Linked DNA regions of Gossypium hirsutum: regions 1 and 3 are each linked to region 2. Evidence: chromatin contacts called from public Hi-C data. All regions are on one chromosome and are shown on one strand. The core of a region is the stretch at or near the end of the contact, and the rest is flanking DNA. Distances in the headings are between cores, read along the strand shown.

Region 1 (3,495 bases), core at 845-3,344, 220 kb after region 2:
TGACATAGGAGGTTTCTGGTGGCATTGCCTTCGAGATGAATGCATTACCAGACAAGGGCATTTCGGTTCCAGCAACCAAGTTTTTCCAACTGTTAGACTCTTCAGAAAAGTTATCATGGTTATTCAAGGCCTCATCCAACAATGGGAAAGATATATCTTGTTTGCTAGTCCCATCCTGGAAATGGAATCCATTTTGATCATGGCCAAAGTCGCTTGCATAAGGGGAATCCATGTAGGGCGGCAGATCTTCAAAAAATTGTGAGTTCATTGGCGAGAAGACTTTATAATCAATTTCATCACAATTGGGTTCATACAAGTCTGAATTGCTTCCCAAGAGCGGATATTTCTGTGTTAATAAGCAAAAAAACAGTTCTTGTCAAGAGTCATGGTATAGTCAATATAAAACAATGATGCATGCAACAATGCTAGAATATAGGTAACTTGTTGACTTCTACCAAGGTTTCTTCAGCTGCGTGATCTTCTGCATCAGAAGTCATATGACTATTGCAGCAGCTGTCACCCGTTATTTGACCATTTGGCATGGAAGTATCGGGATTCTGAGCTTGTGTCTCAGATGATATGGTATCTTGGACAAGATCCGATGATGTATCATCATCAGGAGCAGATTTTGTCATGGCAGCCGAACATACGGTTTGCTCAACCTCATCGTACTTCACAATATCATTCTTCTCTTCCGGTTTATGAAACAATCGACATTGAACAAAAGCACTCTGCACCAAGAAAAAGGGTCCAAGTCATATAGACATTCTTGTTTTTATTTGAATCAAACCCTTAACTAAGAACAGCAAGCCTAAAAATTAAGAAGGAAAACCTGGCCAGGGGCGGTGCCATCAAGGTCCTTTGTAGTGGGACGGTACTCATGCATGATCCAGTAAGTACGCTGGCCCTTGGGAGCACGGCCCTTGTAAAAAACCAAAGTCTTCTTCATGCCAATCAGTGACTTTTTAGACTTAATGGTTCGATCCTTACCCGTTGCTTTCCAATATCCTTTATCCGTAGCTCTGTTGGAACGATGGCTGTTCGGGTACTTCCTATCAAGCGGGCAAAAGAAGAACCACTCTGGATCGTCCGATTTTATCACCGACAGTCCTGTACTTAAATTCAACCATCCCAGTAATAAAAATTCAGAATTTAACTAATTTTGGAACATAAAAACTTTTTTTCGCAGAGAGGAATTTCAAAAAAAAAAAAAACCGTAAGTTTACCTCAAATTGCAAGTTGTAGGAATCGAATTTATGAAATAAAATGTATATTAATTTCATATATTGAGCGAATAAAGCAAAATTTCCAGCTGACGCTTTGGCTAAGGCTAAGGTATCAAAGAATCAAAACAATACTTAAACCAATAATTTCTTTCTTACGCAAAAGAAAAAGAGAAAAAAGAAATACCAGGCAAATCCCATGGCTCCCATTTGCAGACATCGATTTCAGGAATGACACCAACCTCGGAATGACGACCGTTGATCTTCAATCTAAGGTAATGATTGATGAGCTCCTCATCAGTCGGCCTGAACCTAAACCCTAAAGGCAACGTTTCCATCGTTAAAACTGCCATCCTTTGCTAGTTTTCAAAAAAAAAATTCTCGATTCTGAGTAAAATTGTCTTCTTCTTCTTCAGTGACTATCCAACTAGATTACTTAGGAAGGTAAATTAGTTGATTTTCAGTTGAGAGCTCCGTCAGGTCGCTTTCGTCTTAGGGTAAAGCCGCAAAGCCAAGTAAATGTGAAAAAAAAAAATCATGTGTGAGTAATCACGTGACCATGTCCGGTCCCTTTTTGCAGCCGTGTCGCTCTACCATTGGTGGAGACTGAAGCGCATTACAAGAGGAAGACGATGAGAGGCGCCCACAGCGTAGAAAAAACCCCGGTGTGGACGGCGAATTGAGCCACCCAATAATTGAGCTCCTTTTTCCTCCTTTTCCAGCGTAGGCTAAGGCAATGGAGCACTAGATCCTACACAATTACCAAAATACCCTCTCTACGCTTTTGTCACTTTTTTTTGCTTCTTGCTTTTTGGATAATACCGTCCACGTCTTTTCATTGTAATGTTGCACTGAGGAAAAGGAGCACAGTGAGTTAGCTTATCACGCAAGCCTTTTCGTATTTTTATAGTCTCAGTAAAGTTCAAGCTTTTTCTATTGGTTTTTATTAAAACAGAAAAAGGAAAAATTTATTTTGCCTCGTGCGCCCGGCTGGCTATAATATTGTGATATTTGCCCAGAAACTTTTTTTTTGATTCATTCACGTGCTTTTCTAGTGTTCTATATATATGGATTACTTGCAACCAGATTTAGATTCTAAAATTACTACTAAACTTCAAAATATATTAATTAAGGTTAAAAACTGCTCCAAGTCCTTGTATTCTTTGTACATTTGAACTTTATTCCTCTTATTTTCATTTCAATGAATTTAGTCCCTCTGCTTTTCAAATTTAAAAATATATGTTCAATTGTTAATACCATGAAATTTTCTATTAAATTCAGATTCATTGCAAATGTTATTTTCTGTTACATAATCGTGAAGTGAGACTTTCTTTTAAATTTTCAAAATATCGTGTCAACAAATTTAAAAAAAAATTAACAAATTAATAATTAAATCTAAAATTTAAAATTTAAAAAGTAAAAAGACTAAATTATTAAAAATAAAAAAATAAAGACTAAATTCTAAAAGTAAAAAAATCTTAAACTTTGACTGAAAATTGCTTATAGAAAAATTTTGATTTTTTATGATATTTGGATGATTTCACGTAATCATTTGGTTTTTTTAAAAAATCATTTTTCAAAGTTTTTAAATAAAAAATGCATAATATAAATTATAAAATATTATGGAAATATTACCGTTTGACAAACTAGTAATAACTATATTATCTCCTATAAATTTAATATTAACTTAATTTGAAGTTATAGGTATGATGTTGGATGGTGAAACACCGGAGCCAAAAGGATAAATGAAAACAAATATTCATTTATACTATTAAAATATTATTACTAAATATTTAGAAATTATCATTTATATATTTAATAACAATAAATTAATAAAAAAATATTTCAATACTATTTAAAATTTAAAATAATTATTAATATTGAAATCTATTATCAAAATAATATTATAATATTAAATATCAATATTTTAATATTTTTAAAATTAAAATTTATTGTTACTATAATAATATTTTACTCAATTTTAAATATTATATTACTTATAAGGGAGTTTTTTTTCTTAAAAAGATGGTCTTATGTTTTTTGAAAGAAGACAATTTGTCAAAAATAGTCCTTAAAATATGCAAAAAAAAATCAATTAAGTTTATGCAGTAAATTTGCACTCAATTAAGTCATTTCTATTAACTAAAATAATCAATTAAGCCCATCCGTTAACAATTCCTGTCATTGTTCACGTTGACCGTTAAAATAAATTGATGAACTAATCAAATGGTGATATGCTGCAACTTCTGGGTTAATCTAATATTTTTCTCAT
Region 2 (3,188 bases), core at 296-2,795:
TTCTATTCGATTAACTGTTTAATTAATCATTTGAACATCTCTAATTACAGTCATGAATCATTACAAAAATATAAATTTAATAATTAATTTAACTATGACTAACTAATTTACATAAATTAACATTCAATATCTTAAAATTCCTAAAAACTAAACCTAATCATTAAATAAGGTTTCATTTGCAATAAATTTTTGCTTAGTAAAAGATTTGGTGCTCCTAAACAATGCAAAATGAAATGTAATTATTACAAGATATCTATATTTTTCCTTGCATTAATGCACTTCGATTAAATATTATTTTATTATTATTCCACATTATCAATCTGACTAATATAATTATATATTAAATGTTACCTGAACTATAGTATATCATGGAAATATCCCACCCTACCCTTTATCCTATATATGTATATATCAGCAAGGCAAAGAATCCACCAGCTTCAATTCATATCATTCATACCCACATAATTGGCATTGTTAATTTTATGTTATTTTTACTTTGAGAAAGCAAAGAAGACTGTGTTATAAGGTGCGGTGCGGGGGTTTCAAAATTAAAAGCCACGTAGATATATAAATAATTACCTGAAAATTTTGGTAAAAGTATTGTAAAAGTCTTTGTATCAAGAATTAAATTGTATTTTGTTTATTTTACTCAAAAAATAGAAAAATTATTAAATTAAAGAGTAAACTGGTCATTCCTACTAAATTTTATTTATTTATTTTTACTCTTAACAATTGATGTAGTTGACGAAATAATTAAACAGTACATATGATATATCACGTGCATCTAGTTATAACGTATAATAATCAATTTACTCATGTTTTAGCGAAGTTAACAAAATACAATCTATTATCCCCTAATATAAAAGGCTCCGCTTGAACTTTTACTCAAAATATTGTACACTTAATATGTGATTGAAGTTAAATTAGTGTGTTTACTTTTGAGGTTTTGATGATAAGGAATTGATTGGTTGTAAGATTTAGACAGGGTTTGAAGAACAGACAAAAAAAAAGCCAATTATAAAAGGCGTGGCTAAATTGAATGGGTCCATTTGAGACTGCATGCGCTGCCTGCACCAATTCCGTGGGAAATAAGAAATCCTTTCTTTTCCTTTTATTTTATTTTATTTTATTTTTGTTTAATTTCATATACCTTTGAGGGACTAAATATTGAATGAAGATGATAAATATCGTTTTCCATCTGGATGGCCACCATAGCAGAGTGGCCTGTACGGATCTTATTCAAAGAGCTTATTTTTTTTGTTTTCAAGTCAAAACCCTAACCCCCCCCCAAAGTTCCTGTTACTAATAGTTACATCACCTTTCAATTATGAAAATATTTATATGAATTTGATAAAAAAATGTGTAAGAATAAAGATAGAAAAGAGTAATATACACAACAGCTGGCTTTATTTAATATATAGTTTTATTCCTACAAATAAAATTACTAAAATAATATTGCATAGCACCCGGGATTATGACAGTACAAGCTCACATGAGCCCCAACCAGTAATACATGGGGTCCCTACGTATAAACTTATTACTTAAACATGTTCTCTCCCTTTCAATCTCTCTAACAAGGAAAACCCAGAGTAAAAGAAAAGAAAAAAAAAGGGCTTAATTAAGCCTCAATAACATAAATTAGAAAGGTAGCTGGAGAAGGTTCGAGGGAGGTTCATCAGGTTCTTCCCCCTGGATATATATAAAAATAAATAAAGTTAAAGCCTCTTTTTCTCTTTTTCTTTTTCTTGCGATAGTTTATCTCTTGTTTCAAGGTCAACAACTAGATGAAGTTGGAAGATGGATGTGTGATATTTTTGTGCTCCAAGTCTTGTTTTCGTGTTTGGGTGTTAGATCATCTTGTTGGTCAAAGAAGGAATCACTGACTTTCTTCTCATTGTAGGGAGAGAGAGATGAAATTGTTTTAGCTTAAGCTAAAAGACCTGTTCTTGTTTCTCTCCTGAATAGTCGTTCAACCCTAGGAAAATTAAAGTTCTACTAGTAAATTATAACAAGTAGTAACATGGCATAGTTCCCGGTGTTCTTCCTTTGTCTGTGTGTCTGTTTGTTTTTTTTTTCTAATCTCAACTGGTTCGATTAGTCCCCACTTTTTTCTTTTTTTACTTTGTTTTTAGGTTTTGTTTGGTTGATACTTGATTCTTCATCTTCCTCATCTTTATTGTGTCTAGATCTCGAAAGAAAAGTCATGGATTTTGGGTTTAATGAAGAAGGTAATAAGTTTCCTTTTTCATACTCTTCATCATCTTCTTCTCCTTCATCTTCTTCTTCTCAGCATAAAACCCAGATGGCTCCTCCTCTTAGCAACACTCGATGGGAGGCACAGGCTCATCAGATTCACGACGGTCACCACCGTCAAATGAGTACCAACTGGTTGAACAACAGGTACGAACCTGAAGAAGATAACGAAACAGCTACTGCAACTGCAAGTACTGAAGCTGATTCAACCCTTAGTGCAAGTGCTGCCAACATCGAGAAAGAACAATTGTTCGACAAAGTAGTTACCCCAAGCGATGTAGGGAAACTGAACAGACTTGTTATCCCAAAACAACACGCCGAGAAGCATTTCCCCTTGGATTCTTCCACCAATGAGAAAGGCCTTTTGTTGAATTTCGAGGACAGGAATGGGAAGCCATGGAGGTTCAGGTACTCTTATTGGAACAGCAGCCAAAGCTATGTTATGACCAAAGGATGGAGCCGTTTCGTCAAGGATAAGAAACTTGATGCGGGCGATATAATTTCTTTCCAGAGAGGGGTCGGCGAGTTGGAGAAACACCGTCTTTTTATCGATTGGAGGAGGAGACCTGATGGACCAGACCCAGTTTCTTTCCATCCCCATACGCACCACTTGCCTTTGCACCGTTCAAATACCCCATGGAGCCCATTACTAATGCGGCCACCACCAACAGCAAGAGATCGCTTTCAATTGTCACAGATAAACCCTCTGAACCGAAACAGCTACTACGGTGGTTTTCCAACTGGAAACAATGTGGTGAATCCAGGAGGTACAATGGGATCGGTATTGTTTTTTAGATCAGCAGCAGCCCCAACGATGGAGTGGCAGCAGCAGCCAGGCGTAGTGGTAGAGCCAATTGTGTTTGATTCGGTGCCGGTGGTCCAAGGCACGGGTGCAGCAGCAGCGAAGAGGTTAAGGCTTTTCGGGGTTAACATGG
Region 3 (3,323 bases), core at 450-2,949, 140 kb before region 2:
ACTATTAGCACTATAAATAAACTCATCCTAAGATTAAAGTGCTGGGTACCCGTAATGATAAGGGAAGGATGAGTAATGTGCTCTTAATGGACCCATAACATAAATATGTTAAAGTGTTATAATTACGGGAACGCTCTTGATGGGATCTACTTATGTGAGTAGAAGTGTGGCCGCTTTAGGAGCTCAAGGGCTTGGCTCTGACAACACTCATGAAAAGAAGATACAGATACATGACCATAATAGTGTCTCTAAATACTATGCATTGACTAATGTTGAAATCATTGTGTGAGATGTGTTCAGTTAATCAAATGGAATAGTTGGTTCAAAGCTTAGTCTACCATGCAATTTCGATTAACTTTAACATATTTTCACTAAGTGGAGGTTCAATCGTAAGACACATTCATTTATGCAAATTAATTTTCAAGAATATCAAAATCTAAAATAGTTTGAAAATAGGGGGAGATTGTTGGAACATTTTCAAATATTTATAGTATTCCAATAACTATAAATGAATAAGTGTAATTAAGCAAAAGATAAATATTTTGATCATTGGTTAAAAGTTATATCATTTGATTTTTGAAAAAGAATTCTAACTATTCAAACAATAGTACTTGAATAGTTATAAAATTAAATGAATTATTATTATTATTACTATTATTATTATTTATTTATTCATAAAGACACCTATTGAAAGATGTATCTACGAATAGACATGAAAATTCTAATATATAGGAATGAGATTTCTTTTGGAAATCACAACAATAAGTTCTAAAAGTTCTTTCTATTATTCCTCATTTTCTAATATTATTAGATTGTTCTATAAAGATTTACTATAGAAATTCTTTGTAGAAATTGAATTTCTTGTTATATATTGCTTAGTGCTCAGTGGACTATTATCGTCAGTGCAAAACGCAAATAGTCATTGGCTTCATTACATCCTTAAGGTTAATTTGCTTGAAACTCGTTTGCACACCGAAGATAGGTGAAGGCGAATATAACCTTAAAGATAGTGGCTTGATATATGCTTTGGAGCCTTATCCTATTTCTTCTTTTTCTATTCGGGTTTCGTTCATGTGTTTGAGATTTTCCTAATTGGAGATTTGTACTAACATTTTCTAACTCATTTCGGTATCATCGTGGGTTGTTAGGTTAATGTCGTTAAAAATTTAATATTTTAATAAACATTTATGTTAAAGAAATGATTTGACTCATTTTGAAAAATAAAAAATTAAATTTAACTAAAAAATGACTAAATTAATAAAAATAAAAATATTAAAGGATAAATTTTACAATTATGCCAAGTATTAAATATAAAATTGGAAAGCTCCATCATAAGGAGTTTACCGACTACAAAACAAAAAAGGAAAATAAATCTTTGTACCAAAAAGAAAAAAAAACAAAAAAGGAAAACAAATCTTTGTGCCAAAAATTGCTTCTTGTTTTTTTCAATTCTAAATTAGTATTCAGCTGTTTATGTTCTGTTTGTTTTATTTTTTTTTTAAATTTTAATATGCATCAATTCATTTAGATGTGTATGGTTCTGTTTCGAGTATAAAATTTTGATATTTAAAAACAATTTAATAACTTTTTATTTATTACATTCACATTTAAAAATTAAATCAAATTAGCAATTTAATAATGATATGAATTCCAAAACAAAAAACAATATAAGCCAATAGGAACAAACCCTAAAGGGAGAAGCTATAAAAATAAAACAAAAAATTTGTGAAGCTATAAAGACTGTTCCTACAGGTACTCCAAATTCCGTCTTCAAAATTATACCTATAAATACTTAATTCAGAATTATTAACAATTGCTCCTAGTTTTGAACCAAAAAATAATAGTTCTTCTCTTTTCTTTTTGCTTTCATTGCAATCTGGTGGAGCCACTGCCATTGTTAAAACTCTCACAACCTCAAAGATTACTCCAATCCAAGGTCTTATTTTATTCTCTTTCATTTTCTTACTTTTCAACTTTGTTTTTTTATTGCAGCGAATATCAGGAATCTGGGTTTTTATCTTTTTCTCCCCACTTTTCCCAGATCCTGAAAGAAACCATTTTGATTGAAGGTAACTTTATTCGATTTCTCCAGAAAAAAATAAAAATAAAAATAAAAATTGGTTTTCCCTTAGAAGTTCGAACACCAATATTAAAAACTGTATAAATTTTCTTTTCATGTTTACTCATTCTTTATGTACGCAAAAAAGAAATATATATATGTATAGAAATTTAAATTTGTTTTTCCATATTGCGTTTAGGGATTAGTTTCCAGAAAAGGTTGCAGTAATCCAAAGCAGAAACGAAGAACGACTAAAGAAGGTAATTCTTTTTTCTTTTATTTGATTATTCGATGGTTTCTTTGAAAATTCTTTATTTCCATGCTGTAAATGACTAAATCTTTTTCGTTGAAATTGATTGTGAATGATTATTTTTGGAATTTCTTTTCATCTTTATTTGATCATAGTATTTAAAACTGCTACAATATGGATATATATATATACATGGATACATACAAGTATATATATGGGTGTATTTATGCATGCATGTATATAACACTATTTATTGTAGGCTGCCTTGTGAAGTATTTTTTTTTCTTCTCTTTCAAATAAAATATGGGATGCTATTGTGATGTATGCTGCTGAGTTTGTTTTTGATTCTTCAGTAGAATTTTAGAATCTGAAGACTTGAATAATTCCTCTCTGCCCTCTTATTTTTGTCCCCTTTTTTAATAAAAGAGTTTCAAGGCCTAACATATATGGCTGTCTTATAATTGAAAGGCAAACACTACGCAATATGCAGTTAGATAGAGTTTTAAAGGAACTCAAACATACACTCTAATGCCCTTTAAGTAATCTCCATTATCTTAAATCTTCTGCGTTACGACATAAATCTCCCATCAATGGTGCCCTTTTGCCTAACACCTGCGTCTCTGCAGTTTTCCCTGCAGTCTTTAGTGTTTACAATGACCTGATACTGAAGATGGTATTTTCTTTTTTCTTTTTTTCCATTTCTTGTTTTCTCCTTTGACACAACAAATTACTAGCTACGCTAGCAATTTTTGCCACTTTTCAAGGAAATTCATTTTGAAGCAATTGGGTATGAGAAACATAAGAAAGGATTTAGTAATCTAAGTTTTCTACAGCAATGCATTTTGGTTAAATAAATGGTGAAATGAAACTTCTATTAGGCATCTACATATAGTGGTCAGGGTACCGTTTTGTCATATGGGGAAGCGTGGGAAAGGAGGGCGCTTAAGCATCATGTGCTTGATGAGAGATATGAAGAGTATCTGTGGAAGTGAATATAACGCAGTATTTTGTTGA

The links. A called contact is a pair of places that touch in the nucleus more often than the background predicts.
Region 1: a Hi-C map of leaf shows a contact between it and region 2, with 2.3 times the contacts expected there. The contact joins the promoter of LOC107951298 here to the promoter of LOC107951383 in region 2. A contact is called at or near these places in 16 of 34 Hi-C or Micro-C datasets (anther, callus, hypocotyl and 3 more).
Region 3: a Hi-C map of leaf shows a contact between it and region 2, with 1.9 times the contacts expected there. The contact joins the promoter of LOC107951381 here to the promoter of LOC107951383 in region 2. A contact is called at or near these places in 2 of 34 Hi-C or Micro-C datasets (both in leaf).

What each region holds. Positions count from the first base shown.
Region 1 is chrA02:42,110,936-42,114,430 of Gossypium_hirsutum_v2.1, reverse strand. It overlaps LOC107951298 (protein NTM1-like 9), which reads right to left and starts at 2,094. Exons shown (of 6, transcript XM_016886298.2): 1 at 1,411-2,094; 2 at 833-1,115; 3 at 456-731; 4 at 1-346. The coding sequence starts at 1,433.
Region 2 is chrA02:42,332,472-42,335,659 of Gossypium_hirsutum_v2.1, reverse strand. It overlaps LOC107951383 (B3 domain-containing protein Os03g0120900), which reads left to right and starts at 1,545. Exons shown (of 1, transcript XM_016886424.2): 1 at 1,545-3,188. The coding sequence starts at 2,204.
Region 3 is chrA02:42,471,429-42,474,751 of Gossypium_hirsutum_v2.1, reverse strand. LOC107951381 (metal tolerance protein 1) reads left to right here and starts at 1,699. Exons shown (of 3, transcript XM_016886421.2): 1 at 1,699-1,936; 2 at 2,259-2,319.